3 separate regions of the Mus musculus genome follow, and all the other regions are linked to region 1. The links are chromatin contacts, called in public Hi-C and promoter capture Hi-C maps. All regions are on one chromosome and are shown on one strand. The core of a region is the stretch at or near the end of the contact, and the rest is flanking DNA. Distances in the headings are between cores, read along the strand shown. Region 1 holds the start of Shisa3 (shisa family member 3). Region 2 overlaps Atp8a1 (ATPase, aminophospholipid transporter (APLT), class I, type 8A, member 1). Region 3 overlaps Atp8a1 (ATPase, aminophospholipid transporter (APLT), class I, type 8A, member 1).

Evidence for each region. Promoter capture Hi-C pulls out the DNA fragments that hold promoters and counts their contacts. A called contact is a pair of places that touch in the nucleus more often than the background predicts.
Region 2: a contact with region 1 is called in a promoter capture Hi-C map of second pharyngeal arch cranial neural crest, with 2.4 times the contacts expected there. The contact joins the enhancer-like site here to the promoter of Shisa3 in region 1. A contact is called at or near these places in 2 of 39 promoter capture datasets (3T3-L1-derived adipocytes and second pharyngeal arch cranial neural crest), 2 of 484 Hi-C or Micro-C datasets (embryonic stem cells and nephron progenitors), 3 of 115 datasets of contacts at active chromatin or transcription factors (craniofacial prominence and embryonic stem cells) and 3 of 9 other capture datasets (adipose tissue, embryonic stem cells and pancreatic islet).
Region 3: a contact with region 1 is called in a Hi-C map of cardiomyocytes, with 1.6 times the contacts expected there. The contact joins the enhancer-like site here to the promoter of Shisa3 in region 1. A contact is called at or near these places in 1 of 39 promoter capture datasets (3T3-L1-derived adipocytes), 1 of 484 Hi-C or Micro-C datasets (cardiomyocytes), 4 of 115 datasets of contacts at active chromatin or transcription factors (craniofacial prominence and embryonic stem cells) and 1 of 9 other capture datasets (embryonic stem cells).

The regions. Positions count from the first base shown.
Region 1 is chr5:67,606,416-67,609,193 of GRCm38.p6, reverse strand. It overlaps Shisa3 (shisa family member 3), which reads right to left and starts at 1,311. Exons shown (of 2, transcript NM_001033415.3): 1 at 510-1,311. The coding sequence starts at 786.
Region 2 is chr5:67,671,760-67,674,459 of GRCm38.p6, reverse strand. All of the region lies in intron 25 of Atp8a1 (ATPase, aminophospholipid transporter (APLT), class I, type 8A, member 1), which reads left to right. Among named protein-coding and RNA genes, the nearest start is that of Gm46914, 30 kb to the left of the region's middle. Within about 2 kb of position 1,274, at least 6 of the 459 cell types and tissues checked have an H3K27ac peak or open chromatin away from gene starts, as enhancers often do. A contact at or near this core is called in craniofacial prominence and second pharyngeal arch cranial neural crest, where this site is marked.
Region 3 is chr5:67,696,171-67,698,870 of GRCm38.p6, reverse strand. The region is part of intron 24 of Atp8a1 (ATPase, aminophospholipid transporter (APLT), class I, type 8A, member 1); the gene reads left to right. Gm46914 (a long non-coding RNA gene) reads left to right here. Exons shown (of 2, transcript XR_001784868.2): 2 at 1-1,207. Among named protein-coding and RNA genes, the nearest start is that of Gm46914, 5.5 kb to the left of the region's middle. Within about 2 kb of position 1,445, at least 62 of the 459 cell types and tissues checked have an H3K27ac peak or open chromatin away from gene starts, as enhancers often do. A contact at or near this core is called in cardiomyocytes, where this site is marked.

The sequences.
Region 1 (2,778 bases), core at 62-2,561:
TCCCTGTGACCCGGAATTTTAAATCCTCACCTCCAAAGACTTGGGTGTTTCTGAAAAGCGTGACAATAGGGGGTGGACTAGAGAGGGTAATTGGATGCAGAGAATTGTAAGGAAGTTGGAAGAGTGACGAAATGCTACTACTCGACAAAAGAAAATAAGGGGGTGATCAGAGTCGAGTTCCCTGGCACCCGCACTTCCGGAGTTCCCCCACTTGACCAGAGCGCCCAGGAAACCCAACCTAGCTCCAGCTGTCTACCCTAGAAGCACCAGGTTCCCGCCAGACCAGCAGTTCCTGCGAACCCTTGCAAACTTTCCCTAGGGCCGAACCATGGGCATCACGTGCAGCCGGGACCCAAACTGCAAAGCGATAGGACCCCTGACCTGAAATACGATCACCCTCTTTTTCTTCAATCCCCAGACCCAGAGGTGGTCCACTTTGTGGCCCGAGCTAGTAAGGCGTGCCTGTGTCGGGTGGGCGAGCCATGTCCGCCCAGGGATGCCGCACTTACGCGCGGTGATGCCAGGATGCTCCAGCTCTCCGCGGTCGTTGGTGCAGCCCCCCTGCTCCAACCTGGCGTCGGCTGCCGCGCAGCAGTAGCGCAGCGCACACGAGCCGCAGCAGATGGTGGCGTCCTGCGTGTCGAAGTCCTCGGGGCACTGGAACCCCTCGTGATAGTTGCCCTGCGCGTCCACCCAGCCGTGGCAGTATTCCCCAGGCTGCTGCGCGCCCGCCGGGCCCCAACGTAGCAAGCCCACGAGCAGACAGAACGCCAGCAGCGCCCCCATCGCCGCCCCGCGCCCGGTGGCAGCTGGAGAATCCGAGGGCGGAGCCGGAGCTCCGGGGGACCAAGGTTCCGCCTCCCCGAGGCACCACGCGGCCGGTTGACCTCCCGGTCAAGAACGCGTTCTCGTGGGTTAGCAGCGGCTGGGCAGGAGGCGTGGGCTGCTCTGCGGGCTCCGCTGGCCGGAGGACAGCATGGTGCGCGAGGGTGAGGGGACCAGGGATCGCGGGAGGCCACCGCGTAGGCTGCGACTGAAGCAGCGGCCGCCTTTAGCCAGGCTCATCGCGCTAGGAGCACCCGGGGCCAGGCCGCTATTCTTGCGGGCCGTCGAGCCCTGAACGACCAACTCCAGGGCCGGGCAATGTCCCAATCGTGGGCTGTCGCCCGGTACCCGGCAGAGCCGGGAACTGAGCTTGGCTCTCCACGTGCAGGTCTCGGGGACCAACGGCTAATTCCGCTCCCGCCCCTGACTGTCACGCAGGCGGGAGACAGCCCAGTCGCGGCCAAGTGCAGAGGGCCTGGGGTGGCTGACAGCTCTGCCTGGAGGGCGTCCCTTAAAAAGGCAGAGGGAGGAGGAGACTCGAGGGTGAGGAAAGTCCGCCCTCCGGGGTCGCCGCGCGAGCTAATCACAGCGGGTGCACCGCGATGCGGTCCGCACGCCCGCAGGTTCACGCGCGTCTCCCCTCCGCCCCCACCCACGGCGCTACCCCGGGCCTTGGCGGTGACCCCGAGGGGACCAGGCCGAGCCTGCCACCTAGCTGTCACATAGCCAGGGGAAAACCTGCAGAAGGATGAGGAAGACTACGGTCCCGCTTCCGTCCACGCCTGCCAGCTCACGAGGGGACTTGCGCCGCGCTTGAGTTCCACGGGTTTCTTTTAAAAAACGAGCGTGGCGTCTGAAGTCCCCTAACTGTTCTGTCGGCTTGTGCACAGACTCAGTTTGTCCCTGGGCCGCCGATTCTGAGGATTCGTTCGATTCCGATAACCTGATTTTTAGGGTCACCAACATTTGCACCTCACTCCCACCCCTTCACCCCTCCTTTCCAGCTTCCACGAGTTCACGCTCAGGCGCCTCCTTCCCGCACCGCTGAGCCGGCGCCGGGGAGGACCCGGGTCAGCCCCGCCAGCCTCACTTCAAAGGCCAGGATTTCGGTGTTCCGCGCCCGCAAAGGAAATAAAAGAGCAGAATTAATGATAATCGAGCCTATCTGAACTTCTGTTCGGGCAAAGAAACACATTTATTTAAATGATGTGTCCCCTGTGGGCTGTTTGCAGGGCATGGCTCCTCTAGCCGAGGGAGAGCCTTGTGAAGCCAGAGTTACGTGAAACCGGTGCTAACCTCAAGACTTTATTTTTATTGCAACCTGTGTTTCCTCTCCGGGGTTTATTGGTTCGGTACGTGTGAGGACGTTCGTCTCAGCCACACGGTTTGTCAAACGCTTTGAACACCCTGTCACCGATTTAGATATTAGCAAGTCTCCTGAAACAAATGGAAGAACTTGTCAGAGCACCGCCAACACAAGTATACGCGGTCAGAAGTATTTATTACACCCGCAGCTTGCCCACGGTCCCAGAGGCTTCTAGAAAAACTTCGGTGCTGAATAAAACGGTTTATTTTTAAGTATCTAAATTAAATTCCATCCCGGGTAAAGAACCACTCCTAGCTTCAGGTCTTAAATATTGAGATTGTTATTTAAATATAAAAATAAATACCCAACACGCCACTACTGAGTAGGACTGTGTAAAATTATAACTGCATTGCTCCACAATAAATGTTTGGGGGGCAATAATAAGTTATCAAACTGTTAAGTAAAGCCAAATTACATTTAGGCAAACAAATTTCCTTAACTAAGAATTTAATTGAAGCATGTGGAGTAGAAATTTCGTGGTTAATGGATTTTTATTTATATAGGAAAAAAAATGCTGTCACCGGGCTTTCAGGCTGCTTAAAACAAACAAACAAACAAACAAAAAACAACAAAAAACCAAACCAGTT
Region 2 (2,700 bases), core at 25-2,524, 65 kb before region 1:
CAACCAAATACGTCCCAGTGGAGAGTAGACTGACAGTCCCAGGAGAGACTTTAGGAAGTTAGGAAGAAAGGAACGTGCAGCACATCCTGGCTGACTTCTAAAGAGCAGCCAGGGATGAACCTCAAGCTTAATAAGTAACAAAGCTTGATTACTACATGTAGAAAACACATCATGGTGATTAATAGAGTTGCCCTAGTTAGCTTTAAATCATCTTGATACAGCCCAGAATCACCTAAGAAGGGAGTTTCAATTAAAGGATTGCCCAGATCTGGCTGTCCTCTGGGCATTGTCTGATGGGGATTTCCTTGATTATTAATGATGCAGGAGAACCCAGCCCACTGTGGGTGTCACCATTCCTAGGCAGGCGTCCTGCGTTTAGGAAAGCAAAGTAGGAGTGGTGAATGAGTCAAATAGCGAGTCAGCAAGTAGCATACCTTCATCGTTTCTGCTTCAAGCTCTGACTTGAGTTGCTGCCCTGACTTTCCTCAGTGAAAGGAGCAGAAATAAAACATTTCCTCCCCAAAGGTACTCTGGGTCAGGGTGTTTAGAGCAACAGACCTGAAACTATAGCAACTGTATCCTTCCATGTTCCTCCTGTTTTTTATCTCTTATGGGTGGCCAAAAGGAATACAATAATTCATTATACTAAATTGTGCTTTAGGATGATAATCTCCCCCCAAATCTCTCCTATACATTTTAAAATATATCAGTAGAGTAATATTCTTGCCTTTAACATTAGAAGTCTTTTGGCTATCCATGTAATTATGCCATATAATTCTTTTTGCCTGTGTAGATACATGCACATATAATCATTACTCATGTTGTATTCAGAGAGACAATCATTTCTACTCAATGAGTGCAGAACAAAGCTTGTATAACACAGACCACCTGGGGCTGGAAGGATGGCTCAGTGGTTAAGAGCACTGGATGCTCTTCCAGAGGGCCCAAGTTTGATTCCCAGCACCCATGTGGTAGCACCCAACAGTCTGTAGCATCAAACTCAGAGGATCCAATACCCTATTCTGACTCTTGCTGGCACCAGATACGCATGCAGGCAAAACACTCAAACACAGAAAAATAAATAAATTTTAAAAAAAGTAGACCACCTATATATTTCTTAGCTTGAATGACAAAACATTCCAGTGCTCTCTGATCTAATGTTCACGGGGCACTGCAAGTTGCTATGTAACAAATGGGAGCAATAATGAATAACATGTGCAGAAACTGCAGCCAGGAGCTATCTGAGAAGCACACAGCACTCAGCTCACTCCTCGGTTACATCACAAGGGACCACCCTCTTGTTTGTGGTGCACGGGAAGAAAAACAGACCTCCGCAGCACATGCTACATTCATGATCTTTTTCCAATAGAGTCTCCCACTGCTTCCAGAAAAGAGAAAGCAACTGTGGAAGACAGTAGTGAATCTTTTCAGTCTTGTTGAAAACCCACAAGTCAGAGAAGCTGTATACAGATAAGGACATACACACATCTAGGAGAAGAAAACAGTGCTGTTATGATGCTTCTAGATTATATAGTTGAACACTGTTGGTAGTTAGAAAGCTAAAGACTTATAACCTCCCAGCCATAGACGTATAGTTTGTGATAAGCACTAGAATTAACTAGCTTCACTGTATGGTTGTTCTAGGCCAGTGATTCCAACCTGAGGGTCACCACCCATTTGGTGGGGGGGTCAACCAACCCTTTCACAGGGCTGCATATTAGATATCCTGCATATCAGATCTTTACATTATAATTCATGACAGTAGCAAAATAACAGTTTATGAAGTCGCCGTGAAAATATGTTTTATGGTTTTGGGGGGGGTCACCACAGCATAAGCAAACTGTATTAAAGGATCGCAGCATTAGGAAGGGTGAGAACTACTGCTCTAGGCTATTATAGATATTGTACAACTCCATAAGCACACACAAAAGTCAAGAAAGCAAACTCTGATGGGGGCGGGGAGGACTGAAGAGCCGGAAACTCATCAGGAGAAGATTTATGCTCTGGCAGATTTGGGTGTGGAAAGAATCCACCTTGTGTTCTTTCCCTCATCTGAAATAAACTCTCCTATGCTTGTCAAGGAGGCCATCTTCCATCATCTGGACCTACTAAGTGCAGGCAGGACTATCCAGGGGCCATATGCCACACCCATCAGTCTTAGCTTCTTTTCCTGCTACTCTGGTAAAATATTCTAACAAAAAGCAACTTAAGGGAGAAAGGGTTCATGTCGCTCACAGTTCCAGGTTGCCATGCATCCTGTCAAGGAACTCACAGCAGCAGAAGCCTGAGTCACATTACATTTGCTTTGCTATACACCCCCATTCCCCAACACCATGTAGCAAGAAACAACTTTTTAAGTAGACTTGAAAACAGCACCCACTTGAGAGTCCCTATCCAAAGTGCGTGGGTTCAGCACGATTCAGAACTTGGGGTTCTAAAGTTTGAACATGTGCTTATAGACTTTGGAGATGAGCCCCAAGTCTAAGCATACATTTCATTCATATTTCATAAAAATTATTTCATGTTTCATGTATAAGATTTTCCACAAACCTGACACACATAAGCGGAAATATTTGTCACATGAGACCAGGTGATGGATTTTCAACATCATGTTGGCACTCAGAAGGTTGCAGACTGAGGGCTTATGGATTTGGGGTTTGAGGGATAAGAATATTCAAGGGCTCAGTGAGTAAAGCATTT
Region 3 (2,700 bases), core at 196-2,695, 90 kb before region 1:
GTACATTACGAATCTACTTAATCTTTGCTAACGGTGGCATGGTACTTGTAAGGCCACCTAGAAAGAAATAGCAGAATTAGAACTGAAAAAGTGATCTGAGACCCACCAGGGCAAACTGGATCAGGTTAGAGAACATACCCACACTGAAGGTATTCCTCAACTTTGTGCATACAAGGTACATAGCAATGACGTATAGACATGTTTAGAAGGGCAAGAAGGCATGGATCGCATGTACAGGAAGAAGGAAGTGGGGCCCCAGTGGCAAGGATGTGGTGGAGGAACAACTCAGAGGCTTGACCGCATGGTCCTTGGAAAAGGAGCCACCAGGAGTGGCCTCAAACAGGGCCGGGTGAGGCTTTTTCCTTCTGTCGCTTGTGCCAGCATGCCTGCTTTTATTTTAGTCTTCTCTATCATTGCCACATGCTTCCTAGATCAGCACTGTTCTAAGTGTTTTTAGATAGCCAGTACTATAAATGACAACCTGAAAGAGAACAGGGAATATCAAAAATAGTCATTATGCAGCACTCCAGTTTGCTCTCTCTTATGGTGATGAACACATGGCCAATAGTACCTTGGGAGGAAAGGGTTTGTTTATTTGGCTGATAGGTTGCAGCCCATCAGCAAGGGAAGCCAGGATAGGAACTCAAGACAGGAACTGAGCCAAAGCCCATGGAGGCACACTGCTTGCTAGCTTATTCTTCATGGCTTGCTCGGGTACCTTTCTTATATAGCTGAGCCCCACATATTTAGGAATGGCACCGCCCACAGTGGACTGGGCCCTACCACATCAATTGGCAATCAAGAAAATCCCCACCACAGACATAGCCAGGAGCTAATCTGATGGAGGCGATCGCTCCACCCACAGTCCGGGTGTATGTAGGTTTATGTCACGTGGACAAATCCACCCAGAACACACGTTGTTCATATATCGTTACCGTGGTTTGTTTTTATTGTTAGATTTGTAAAGTGGAAACTCAAATTGAGAAATACCTCAAAGGTATTTTTACTACCTATTTTTCCAAAAAATAAGAGAGAGAAGACTCCAAGAACACGCAAGTTCATTGAAAGAAGGGACTGCTCCGGTTTATCCTTCCCAGTGCCCAGCAAATTACCTAACACGTTGTAAATACCAGATAAATACCAGAGCAGTAAGTCACCACATAATTTTAAGTTAAGGGCTTCCCTTTAAAAGGAAAAGAAAAAAAAAGAAAAGAAAAGAAAAGAAAAGAAAAGAGAGAAGAGAGAAGAGAAGAATAGGAAAAAGAAAGAAAGAAAAAGAAAGTGCATCAATCTTCAATGTGAGCTAATTCGTCCTATCTAAAGCCTCCTTATGAATTTGAGTAGGCGGCAGACACTGTGGCTCAGTGGATTAGCACTCTTGCCTGCAATCCTGACTGCCAGCCTTCCAAACAATGTCTGGGGAAGCTCTTTCTCCCCGGGAGCGAATGTACTCACTCCCCGGGAGTGGGGCGAATTTACAAATCTGGCTGTCTGGGGTCAGACCTCCTGGGATGAGCTCATTTGTTTCTCAGCAGGAGATGAAGCATCTCTTTGCACAGTGCCTTCTGATCTGTCATAAAAATCCGGTGGCTCCGAGTTCAGGCGGATCCTGAGAGCAGCTAGAATGCCTATCTATAAAAATTATTAGCTGTATTCCCCATCACAGAGAGGAAGAAAAACAGCCAGTCTGCCTTTCAGACTGTACTGATAGACAGCAAGAAGGCTCGGGGTGCTCACTCCATGAGCACAAAGAACAATTAACAAGTCATAAACCTCAGAGCATGCTGTCTCAGGAATGAAGTTATGAATGTGTGACTTGTCAAGTGCTCTGGGGCTGTCCTCTGAAACAGCACAGTAGGACCTTAGTCATTGAAATTAGCTTCTCAGAGCCATGCAGGTCTAGCTGCCTCTGTGTATGTGTGTGTGTGTGTGTGTGTGTGTGTGTGTGTGTGTGTGTGTGTGGTGTTACCTTGGGCAGAGCATTGGTATGGTGGTGTGTGGTACATGCAAAGAGGTGTCATAGAATGTGGTGGAAAGAGTCCAATAGCTTTCTGTTGTGCGTAATGAGAATTTTTATACAAAGTGTATCACTTTCCGTCTTTAATAGTTTCCATGAGGCAGTAAGTTCTGGCTGTCAGTCATCTTTCATATGAGTGACACATATTACTATATAGTTTCCAGCTTTTCTACCATACTAACGTTAAAGTGGTAATGTCTCATGTTACATTGTTATAAAGAATCATATTCTCAGGTTCTAAAAACTCATATATAAAACATCTTCCTTCTTCAGTCGGCATAGCCTGTGATCACAGCACTCAGAGGGCAGAGGCAGGAGATAAGTTTGAGGCCAACTTGAGCTACATAGGAAAATGCCAGTTCTAAAAAGAGGGGAAAGTTTCTCCTGGTGACTCTGATGAAGGAAGCATTTGTCTCCCAGAAAATAGACTGACTGTCCAAAAGCATTGCTGGGGCTTTCTCGTCATGTCTTGGATTTTGGTGTTATTAACCTTCTTGAAAAAAAAGAAAACAAAAACAAAATAAAACACCTCCAGGCCAGTGTTTCACCTTTGAATGAATGCATACAACCAGTTGAAGAAGACATATACACAACCAATGTCTCACCCTTCAGACCTGAATGGAAACCTGGCAGGTTTACCTGTCTCCAATTATTCCCATGGTTTCAGAGTGCCACCACAAGAC